Regions from separate parts of the Mus musculus genome. Here regions 2 and 3 are each linked to region 1. A link is a contact called in public Hi-C and promoter capture Hi-C data. All regions are on one chromosome and are shown on one strand. The core of a region is the stretch at or near the end of the contact, and the rest is flanking DNA. Distances in the headings are between cores, read along the strand shown. Region 1 holds the start of Phospho1 (phosphatase, orphan 1). Region 2 holds the start of Itga3 (integrin alpha 3). Region 3 holds the start of Tac4 (tachykinin 4).

Region 1 (3,155 bases), core at 456-2,955:
GCAGAGGCAGAGGCAGAGGCAGAGGCAGAGGCAGAGGCAGAGGCAGAGGCAGAGGCAGAGAGGCAGAGGCAGAAGCAGAGAGGCAGAGGCAGAGAGGCAGAGAGGCAGAGAGGCAGAGAGGCAGAGAGGCAGAGAGGCAGAGGCAGAGGCAGAGGCAGAGGCAGAGGCAGAGGCAGAGGCAGAGGCAGAGGCAGAGAGGCAGAGGCAGAGGCAGGTGAAACTAAGTTAGAGGTCAGCTTGGTCTACAGAGTGAGTTCCAGGACAGCCGGTACTACACAGAGAAACCCTGTCTAGAAAAACAAAGCAACAAAAAATTCTGTGTGACCACCAGAGTCCCCGTGGAGAACAGGACAGGACCTTTGAGTTTCTCCCACATGCTAGAGCAGCCAGGAGGCAAACTTTTGGGGGCTGAGGGAAGTCCTTTTCTAGTCTCATCTAAGATCAATGTTTGCAGCCCTGATTCCCTATCACAGCCCCTGCCTGCTCCTTTGATACAAATACTTTTAGGTTAGATCTGTGGGAAGTCGGGGTAGGGGTGTGTGTGTGTGTGTGTGTGTGTGTGCACTAACTTAAGTCTAAGCTTGAAATTCTCCTAATGGGGGAGAGGGTAGAGCCCATAGGAAAGTTTGGGGAGTTTTCCACAAGAAACATGCAGACTGAGAGTGGGGGTGAGCACTTAAAAACTGTCAAGCCCTCTCTGCTTCAAGAATAAGTATGCCCATCACTAGAAATTAGATCTGACAATTAAGCTAGGATTCCTGCCCCCAACACTCGCAACTTCACAAACTCCTTTCTTGTTCATTAACCCGTAATGGGCAAGGGAGGGGGTGCAGAGAGGTCCAGCTTACATCACACAGCATCAGAAATAGGATTAAAACTCAGGGATCTCTACTGCCTCTTGAAGAAATTACCTGAACTCCGGAGGCTCTGTATGTTCCCTGTCCTAGCTAGTCTGCGCCCCGGTGCCAGTGAGGAATCTGGGACTAGGCGTCACCTCTGGGGTCCCCTGCCTGGGGTGGACAAGCAGAGGTGATTCTTACTGGGTAGGGGCAGGGAGATGGCAGCTGCCGGTGGGGTAGCAGGAGAGATATTTTTAGAGGTGACTGGAAAGCAGGCACTCTGGCACACCCCCAGCTGGCGGGCGCTTCGCTCTAATGCGGGCGGGGGGTGCGTAGCTCGGGGAGAAGGAAGGACTTGTGGGTGGCGGGGAGCTATGACAGTCCCCGGAGATGAAGGGACACTGGGTACCATTAACCTGGGAAAGGAGGGGGTTCAGTTCTCTGCCCCTGGGACTACCCCACCACCAAGCACATGAAACACACTCAAACTACACACAGCCCCCACCCCAACATTTAGATCGCGGTCCTCCCGGAGCCCAAGACTCATGCGGGGCAGCAGCGGTCACGCTGTCTGTCCCAGCTGAGTTTGGAGTGGAAGTAGTGGGAAGGGGGCTACTTAAGGGATTTAGGGACAGGATGGAGCAAGGGGTGCTTACGGGATTTGGGGGGTACGCGGTCTTATCCACCCCCGGATTTCTGAGCTCCGGCTCACGAATCCCTCCAGCCCCGAGGGACTGTGGATGATGTGCTTCTGCTCCGTCCCTTCCACCTGCCCCCCATCCTCGGGGCCGCCGCCGCGTCCCCTTTAAATGCCGGGGAGCCAGAGCCCGAGCCGCGGCGGGCGCTGCGGCAGCCGCAGCACCCGGGCCCACCGCAGTCCCCGCACGTCACAAGCGCCCAGCCAATCACCGTGGCGCCGGCGCACATCAAAGGGGCGGGCTGCCCGGGAGCCACGCCTCCGGGCTGTCCCGGAGGCCGCGCGAGCGGCCGTGAGACTGGGCGGGCGGGACGGGTGGAGCGTGGCGCGTCCCGTCCGAGGAGCGTGGGTGCGGGGCACCCTCTGCGTGCGCGTGGGCACGTGCGTGAGTCAGTGTCACACTGCCCGCCTCCTGCTGGGCTCGGCGCCAGGACTCTGCAGGCAGCCCTTCCACCGCCCGGCTTCCCTCCTTGTCGCGGGACAGCCGGGTGACCGGCCCGCCAAGCAGCCCTCCCTCCATGTGCTCCGAGCTCGCCCTCTGCCCTTCCGGGAGGAGTCGCGGCATCCTGCCGAGTCCTCGGAACCCTGTCCCCAAATTACCGGGTACTCGGGCTTGCCGATGGAAAAGCTCTCCCAATCCAGCACCGCCTAAACTCGGAGTTGGAGAACCGACACTTGAGCACTGTGGTGCAAATAAAACCCGCTTTCTCCCAAGTTCCCGCTCTTCCTCTCTGGCGAGCTTTCCCTTCCTTCCCACCCCTCAGAACACTAGATTACGATTAAAAGAGAGGAGGTGAAACCTGCACTTTCTGAACCGGTGCGACGAACCCAGGAGAAAAGACTTGTCCAAGAGTTCGAACACAAGGACACCTCACTTCAGTCACAGAACAGGATCTGTGGGTGAGGAGGTGCACCCTGGCCTGGGTCTACCTTCAACTCTCCTATCATCCTCTAGCTTTGAATACCAGAGCTCCGTGCTTCCACCAGCAGAAGGCAGATTGGCAGAAAAGTTGCCGATACGATGGACCACCCGCCCAAATCTTTGAGGGCGACGTCTCCATTGCCCCTGCTCCCTCTCTAACACGCCAGCGCCCCTTCACCTCTTTCCTGAAGTCCAAGGGCTACCGGTGTTTATTCTACCTAGCTCTACCTAGCGGTGCTCAGGCCCTGGGCCTTTTATCTTGAGTCGGGGTGGGAGGGTGGGTCTCTTATAATTTGTTGCTACCTATTCTAGGCCCGACCCTGAGCTCCTAAATCTCCTGCTTCCATGTCCAATTTGATGGATTAAAGGCCCGAGTCCCCACACCCTGCAATCCCTCCTCTTAAAGAAGCAGTTTCATCTCCACACCCTTCTCAAAGACAGGCTCACACAGCCTTCATCATCTGTGTTGTATCTGTTCTCGGCCCTCCAATGCCCCCCAGACCCCCCCCCCCTTTGAGACAGTTTCCTGTCGCCCAGGCTAGTAATGGGCCTTGCTGTATAGTCCAGAATGACGGTCTACTCCCGAGTTCCTGCCTCTACCTTCTGAGCGCTGGGATTAAAGGCATGTGTGCCACTATGCCCTTTCTTAAACCAGCCCTAGGTGTACTTGAGGGGAGTGGGTAGATGGCTGGAAAGA
Region 2 (3,155 bases), core at 337-2,836, 750 kb after region 1:
TGGGGTTAGATACCGCACTATTAGAATCTTAGCTTTGTGGCTTTAGCCGAATAGCGTAACTTCCTTGAGCCTTGGTGTTCTCATCTTAAAAGCAGAGCTAATTCCCTGATGACTGGTGTAAGGATTTCATAATCGTAGACCCGCGCCTTCCGGTGGCTCACCTCTGCTTTCTCATCTTTCTATTTAACTCCAGGCTCATCTGGGCTGCTCCTGCATCAATGTGGCCACATGGGGCTGCAAAGATCTCAAACTTACTTTATGCAGGGAAAGCTGCTTGCTCCCCCTGGTCCCTCCAGGGCTGTGTCTGATGAAGAGACAGCTCTGCTCCCATATGTAAATAGAGAGACAGGTACAGACCTGGGTTTACATAGTGGTGGCAACGACAAACTGTCAGTAATTGTCATGAGCAAAAGGACATCCTGGTCTCTAAGGGCTGCACCTTTGAGTGTAAGAGATAAGATCAGCTGTGAGGAAATGATTGTACCTTCTAAGGTCACAATGTCTAGATAGGGAATCAGACACAGAATGAGCTGGTTCCTCAAACACCGGAGCAGAATCCCATTGGATGGGCTCATTTTCTGCTTTCCCTTTTCCTTAGACTGGTGGTTGTGTAGATGTGTGTGTATACACATATATACTTGTATACATGTATATTGCCTTGAAAAAGTAGTATTTGTAAAGCAGTTAGCATAGTGCCTGCTGCATGTGCTGTTCTTATTTAATTATAAAAACATGTAGAAAACGATGCTCAGGGAAAATGAGTCTTGTTCTGCATTAGGGGAAATCTGAGTTAGACCAAAACAACATTCCATACACTCTTGGAGTTCCCTAATTCTTCCTCGGATAGTGAGATCTTTGAGTCAAGCCCACCTGTCTCCACCCAGCATCACACCTGTGGGGGCTGAGGTCCCATTCACTGCTTCGAGACAAAGGCTGCCCTTTGCTAATTATTATTTCTGATGGGTTGTCATCACCACCACTAAATATCTGTCTGGCTTTGCGGAGGAGCCGCTTCCAGCAGGGAACAGGATGAGAGGAGGCGGGTGGGCAGGAGAAATACTCCTTCATACATAACATTGAGTGTACTTAGCACGAAGAAGTTAAGTCCGGAGACCCGCAGTCACCTCTTAGGGACTCACATCACTGCGGAGGTCCGCATTCCAGGCAGCCGAACACAGTCGACCGTTCTCCGAAGAGCCAACGCCTGGTTTGTCCAGCGGGGATCGCGGTGCTGGCGGTGCCTTGAACGGCCTTTCCAGTAGCAGCCGCCGCAAGCGCCAAGCAAATCCACCTCTGGCCCCGCCCGTCCAATCCGTCTTGTACCGAAGGCGACGCTCCTAGGAAGAAGCTCTCCGCTGGAAGGGGAAATCCGGGCTTTAAGGGTTCCCGACAGGTGTCTGAGAGAGAGGGCGGAGTCGCGATAGGAGAGATGGAGAGGGAGGGGCGGCGCTGCCCCTTTAAGAGGCGGCGGCCGAGCGGGGACCTTTTCTCTTTCCCCGGAAGGAAAGCGGAGCCCGGACTGGGCGCGCAAGGTGGGGAGGTGCGGGGCTGGGCGGTGGGGAGGCGGGGCGCGCTGGGGAGGATCCCTCCCTCCTGCCCTCCTGGTGATCGAGGGCTTGCCGTTCTAAATCCTCCACCTAGCCGAGGTCCAAAGAGCTAACACCTCCAAGGGGGCGCGGCCGGGACCATCTAGGGTGTGGGGTGCTCGGAGCTCGGAACGGTGACCCGTCCACCGAACCAACGTGAGAGTAGATCCACGGATCTGGAAAACGGATTGGAAAAGCACCCGGAGCAGACGTGAAAGTGACCCGGACTAGGGTAAAAAATTGCCTGACTACCGGTGCAGCGGCTCTGCGGGCTCGGGTGTCCTCTGGTGGCGCCTGGAGCAGGTGAACCGTTCATCACTCCCGGTGCTGAGCCCTCTAGCGATTTCGCCCGGCCCCTTACGGCCCGGCCCGCAGCCATGGGCCCCGGCCCCTGCCGCGTGCCCCGCGCCCCTGGCTGGCTGCTCCGCGCTCTGGCCTTGATGGTGGCGGCTTGCGGCCGGGTCGCCTTCGCCTTCAACCTGGACACCCGATTCCTGGTGGTGAAGGAGGCGGTGAACCCCGGTAGCCTCTTCGGCTACTCGGTCGCCCTCCATCGGCAGACTGAGCGACAACAGCGCTACCTGTAAGTCAGCCTGGCGGCGGTGAGGTGGGGTGCAGAGAGAGGGGTATGTGCGCGGATACCTGACCTAAGCTAAACTGGAGCCCTGGGCCCGCTGACTTCCAGGCCTGCTGCTGCTGGCCTTTCCTTGTGAGCCAGGATTAAGAGGGCGGGTAAGACGGCAGTTCTCCGATTGTGGGGCTTGGCGGCAAGTGGAGGAAGGGGGTGGGGGGAGGGGGGCAGTAATCATGGCAAGTGCTGACCTGGCCAGAACCTGTCTAGACGCGACCGCTCCACATTTCAGACATCTTCGGAAGTAGGGTCTTTGTTGCCCAGCACCCTGAGAATCCAGTACCTAACATTAGCTTCTTTCCCGGGCTAGGAGAACTCTGTATATTAAACACCTATTACATCGCTCTTCCCCTCCTCCTTGAAGAGAACCGAGAATATATGCGTTCAAATCCCTATTAGCCCTCTCATTTAGCCTGTGGCCAGAGCAGCCACGCCCTCTGCAGAACCAGGCTGGACCACACTTCTCAAGGGCTTGGCATTGCAGAGTGAGGTGATGAAGAGGCTGGGCATTCGGAGCTGTCCAGAGACTTCCTCTTGCCCCTAGAGGAACGGACAGTAGAAGACAGAGGAGGCGCTGTCTTCTACTCTGAGGCCAGAGCCCACCCGGAAGCAGTGGGGGTACTCCCACCAGACATCTCCCTGCATTCCACAGATTCATGTTGAATCAGCAGCCCTGAGTGTGTTTGTTTTGGTTTGAAGAGGGGAATGGTGTTTTCTCTTTTCTTCTGCTCTTTGCAACAGCTGCAAGAAGCGGGAAGAGCCCAGCAGAGTGGAGGAGGGGAGGAGATTGCATCCAGCCACCTGCCCCTCCCTGAGCACACTCATGCCCAACGGGTCATGTCCAGGTGTCTGAGGTTTCTCTGCATAGGTTCTGTGTGCTTAGGTTGGCTAGCTGAGGGAAGAGGGTGACCAGAGGTGGTGAAACTGCCCAGGAGGGA
Region 3 (3,155 bases), core at 195-2,694, 560 kb after region 1:
TAAGAATGGTCCCGAAACTTCTGATCTTCCTGCCTCTACTTCCTGGGTGCTGGGAATGCACCACCATGCAGTTTTGTGTGGTGGTGGGGATTGGATCCGGGGCTTCATGTATGCTACACAAGCCCTTCACCAACTGAGCTGCATCCCTAACCTCTCAATTCTAAGAACTTCCAGGGACCTCACATGGCTAAGCACCATACACCAAACTGAGCAGTGTCCTTTCCATCCTGGGACTGTGGGGACACAGGTTCCTGTTACCCTCCAGTTCAATCTTCCCTGACTACCAGTGGTTCCCCGAGGAGGTACTGGGAGCTCCAAGGTCAGGGTCTTCACGCAGGTCAGGGATACTGGATCTCAGAGTAGGGTTGGGGCTCCAACTTTAAGATTTCTTCCAGGCTGGTAACATGGCTTAGTGGTTAAGAGCACTGACTGCTCTTCCAGAGGTCCTGAGTTCAATTTCCAGCAATCACATAGTAGCTCACAACCACCTATAATGGGATCTTCTGGTGTGTCTGAAGACAGCAACAGTGTATTCATATACATAAAATAAATAATTCCTTAAAAACTGTTTCTTCCCAGTAACAGTATGCAGGAGGGTGGTAGACGCTACCATTGTCAAACACCAGTGTTTGTCAGGAGGCAAAGGCAGTTAGTTCCTTGTATGAGGCAAAATAGCAATCCTGTTCCAGTTGGTCACTTGAAAAGAAATTCTGGAAAACAATCTCCAATTCAAATATACATAGAACCAGAACCTAGCTAAAGTAGAAGCTGTGCTTTTGAGGCAATTCACTTTAAAGAAGCTCTGTGACCTCTCTGTACCTCGGTTTTCTTATCTGTGAAATGGGATAGCAATGACATTTTCCCCATGAGGTTGAAATAGGCTACTTTTCATAAGGCAGTTAGGACAGTACCAGGAACACAGTAGGTGCTAACTAAATGTTTCCATCTATACAGCACACATTGTTGCTCTCACGTGTATAAGCCAAACGCTCCCCTGGTAGTTGGACAGATCAAGGCTTGACCCTCCCCATCCAGCAGAGTTGGCCAGTCTGTCTTGCCATTAAAGTGCTTAGGAGAATGCACTCTGCTATCCTGGCTGCCTTAGAAGGAATCTCCCAGCCTTCCATCATGGGTCACCATCTCAGAAAGGTACCTTCAGGTTCACGGTCACCCAGGACTCTGCCTCTGCACCAAAAGCCAGTTCCTCTCTGTCTCCTGCTGTAGTGCACACTGATGGCCCGATCAGGAGAAGCAGGGCAAGGAGAGGCAACATGGTGAGCAGGTGCCTCTCTGTCCAGGGAGCCCCACTCAGCCTGATGCCACCTCCTCCAGCAGGCTCCGGTCCCCACGGGGCCACTTGTATGTGGCTGAGATGTGTCCTAGACTCTCTGCTTCCTTCCTATGCCTCACCCCACCTTTGCACTGCTTCATGGGACAGCCTCTCTCCTTGGCTGATAGAGCCAGTGACATCAGGAGCCTAGACCTCCCCATTGCCACCCCAACATTTGATCCCAAGGCTTAACACTGATGCAATACCAGCCTTCCCTTTGGCAGAGTTCCCTCCTGTGACAGGTGCACAATGGCACAGTATGTGGGACCTGGAGGTTACAGCTTGCCAGGGATGACAACCCCCATGGGAAGAGAGAGGGCGGTATGGTGCTTCCTTCCTGCACTTCCTGTCTGTCACTGCTGATCGGCCACTCCCACCCCATCTCTTCTTTCTCTGTACTCTTCCCATCCTCTCTCTCCATCAGTGCTGAGAACACACTGCCTGCCCTGGAAAGTGCCAGCCCTAAAAAAAAAACAAAAACGAGGCTTCTTACAAGTGGAAAATGAGATTTGCCAGAAAAATGGCTTCCGAACCCCAATGTCAGCTACTGACCCACAGTGATTTTCCACTTTTTCCGTGGCCTTCTAACACGGAACCACACTTGTCCCTTCTGCTTGTAGCCTGTGTGCTTCCATATCACACTCTTCTACAAACTACAAACTCATTCTCTGTTCAGCTCCTCCCTCTCGGCCTGGCCATCCGTTCATCCATCCTGTCAACTGTAGCATCATCGTTGAATAGCTATGTGATCCTCTGGCTATTACTTAACCCCTCTATGCCCTAGGACCAAAGGCTGGGGACAAATAAGATAGTGCACATGGGACATTCAGCACAGAGTGGGATGTCTATATTTAATGTCCATTAACTATTGTTAATGTTATTTTTTTTCTTGAGATAAGAGTTTCTCTGTGTAGTCATGGCTGTCCAGGAACTTGCTTTGTAGACAAGGCTGGCCTGGAACTCAGAGATTTACCTGTCTCCCAAGTGCTAGGCTAGTGTCCCCATGCTTGTCTGGCTAACTATTGTTATTATTACTATTATTGGGACTGGATGGGAAGATGAAGAAGACACTGTGTCTAACCTCAACGCCAGAAACCTGTGGTGCGCTGCAATAGGGGTTGTTTCAGAATACTAGGACATGCTAAAATGCAGATTCCCTGGTTCAGGCCAGGCTGAACATCTTTTACAGATGTGCAAACAGGCAGGTCAGACTCGCTATAGGCTAGCCTGAGGATCCCAGCATGGGCTCTGGAATAGGAGGTAGCCTTCCCACCATAGGCACAGATAGATTAACTTTAGTCTGTGAGGAGTCTCTCCTCCTCTCTCCTCTCTCCGCTACAGGAGGGAAGTTTAGTGATGGGGCCATAATTTGGACCTCCACACTCTGCCCTGACTCTCTTGAATTACACCCACCCTGGTGTATATTTTTCTTGATGGCACCTGACTTTAAAGAGATGTGTTTGAGGAAGTTTGAGAAAAGGAGAGGAACCCAGAGAAGCCCCCAGACTTCCTCTCTCTCTCTCTCCTCTCTCTCAAGTATGTGGGTACTCTGTCTTCAGACACACCAGAAGAGGGCATCGAATCCCATTACAGATGGTTGTGAGCCACCGTGTGGTTCCTGGGAATTGAACTCAGGACCTCTGGAAGAGCAGATGGTGTTCCTAACTGCTGAGCCATCTCTCCAGCCCCTGTGAGGAGTTTCTGAGCCTCAGTTTCCCTGTCTGCAAACTTGCTACGGTGCAAGCAGTTCATGAATGACTGCGTAAATCGTTCACAGGCACAGCAGACGCCCGAGCCTCGGCATTGGTCTCGAGGTTCTCCACCT

Evidence for each region. Promoter capture Hi-C pulls out the DNA fragments that hold promoters and counts their contacts. A called contact is a pair of places that touch in the nucleus more often than the background predicts.
Region 2: a promoter capture Hi-C map of liver shows a contact between it and region 1, with 3 times the contacts expected there. The contact joins the promoter of Itga3 here to the promoter of Phospho1 in region 1. A contact is called at or near these places in 1 of 39 promoter capture datasets (liver) and 1 of 115 datasets of contacts at active chromatin or transcription factors (pancreatic cancer cells).
Region 3: a Hi-C map of natural killer cells shows a contact between it and region 1, with 11 times the contacts expected there. The contact joins the promoter of Tac4 here to the promoter of Phospho1 in region 1. A contact is called at or near these places in 1 of 39 promoter capture datasets (pre-B cells), 1 of 484 Hi-C or Micro-C datasets (natural killer cells) and 1 of 115 datasets of contacts at active chromatin or transcription factors (pancreatic cancer cells).

The regions. Positions count from the first base shown.
Region 1 is chr11:95,823,050-95,826,204 of GRCm38.p6, reverse strand. It overlaps Phospho1 (phosphatase, orphan 1), which reads right to left and starts at 1,705. Exons shown (of 3, transcript NM_153104.3): 1 at 1,496-1,705. Gm38958 (predicted gene, 38958) reads left to right here and starts at 1,794. Exons shown (of 1, transcript NR_164195.1): 1 at 1,794-2,250.
Region 2 is chr11:95,075,145-95,078,299 of GRCm38.p6, reverse strand. It overlaps Itga3 (integrin alpha 3), which reads left to right and starts at 1,586. Exons shown (of 26, transcript NM_013565.3): 1 at 1,586-2,169. The coding sequence starts at 1,964.
Region 3 is chr11:95,259,818-95,262,972 of GRCm38.p6, reverse strand. It overlaps Tac4 (tachykinin 4), which reads right to left and starts at 1,444. Exons shown (of 4, transcript NM_053093.2): 1 at 1,154-1,444. The coding sequence starts at 1,273. Gm11515 (a long non-coding RNA gene) reads left to right here and starts at 3,010. Exons shown (of 3, transcript XR_388972.1): 1 at 3,010-3,155.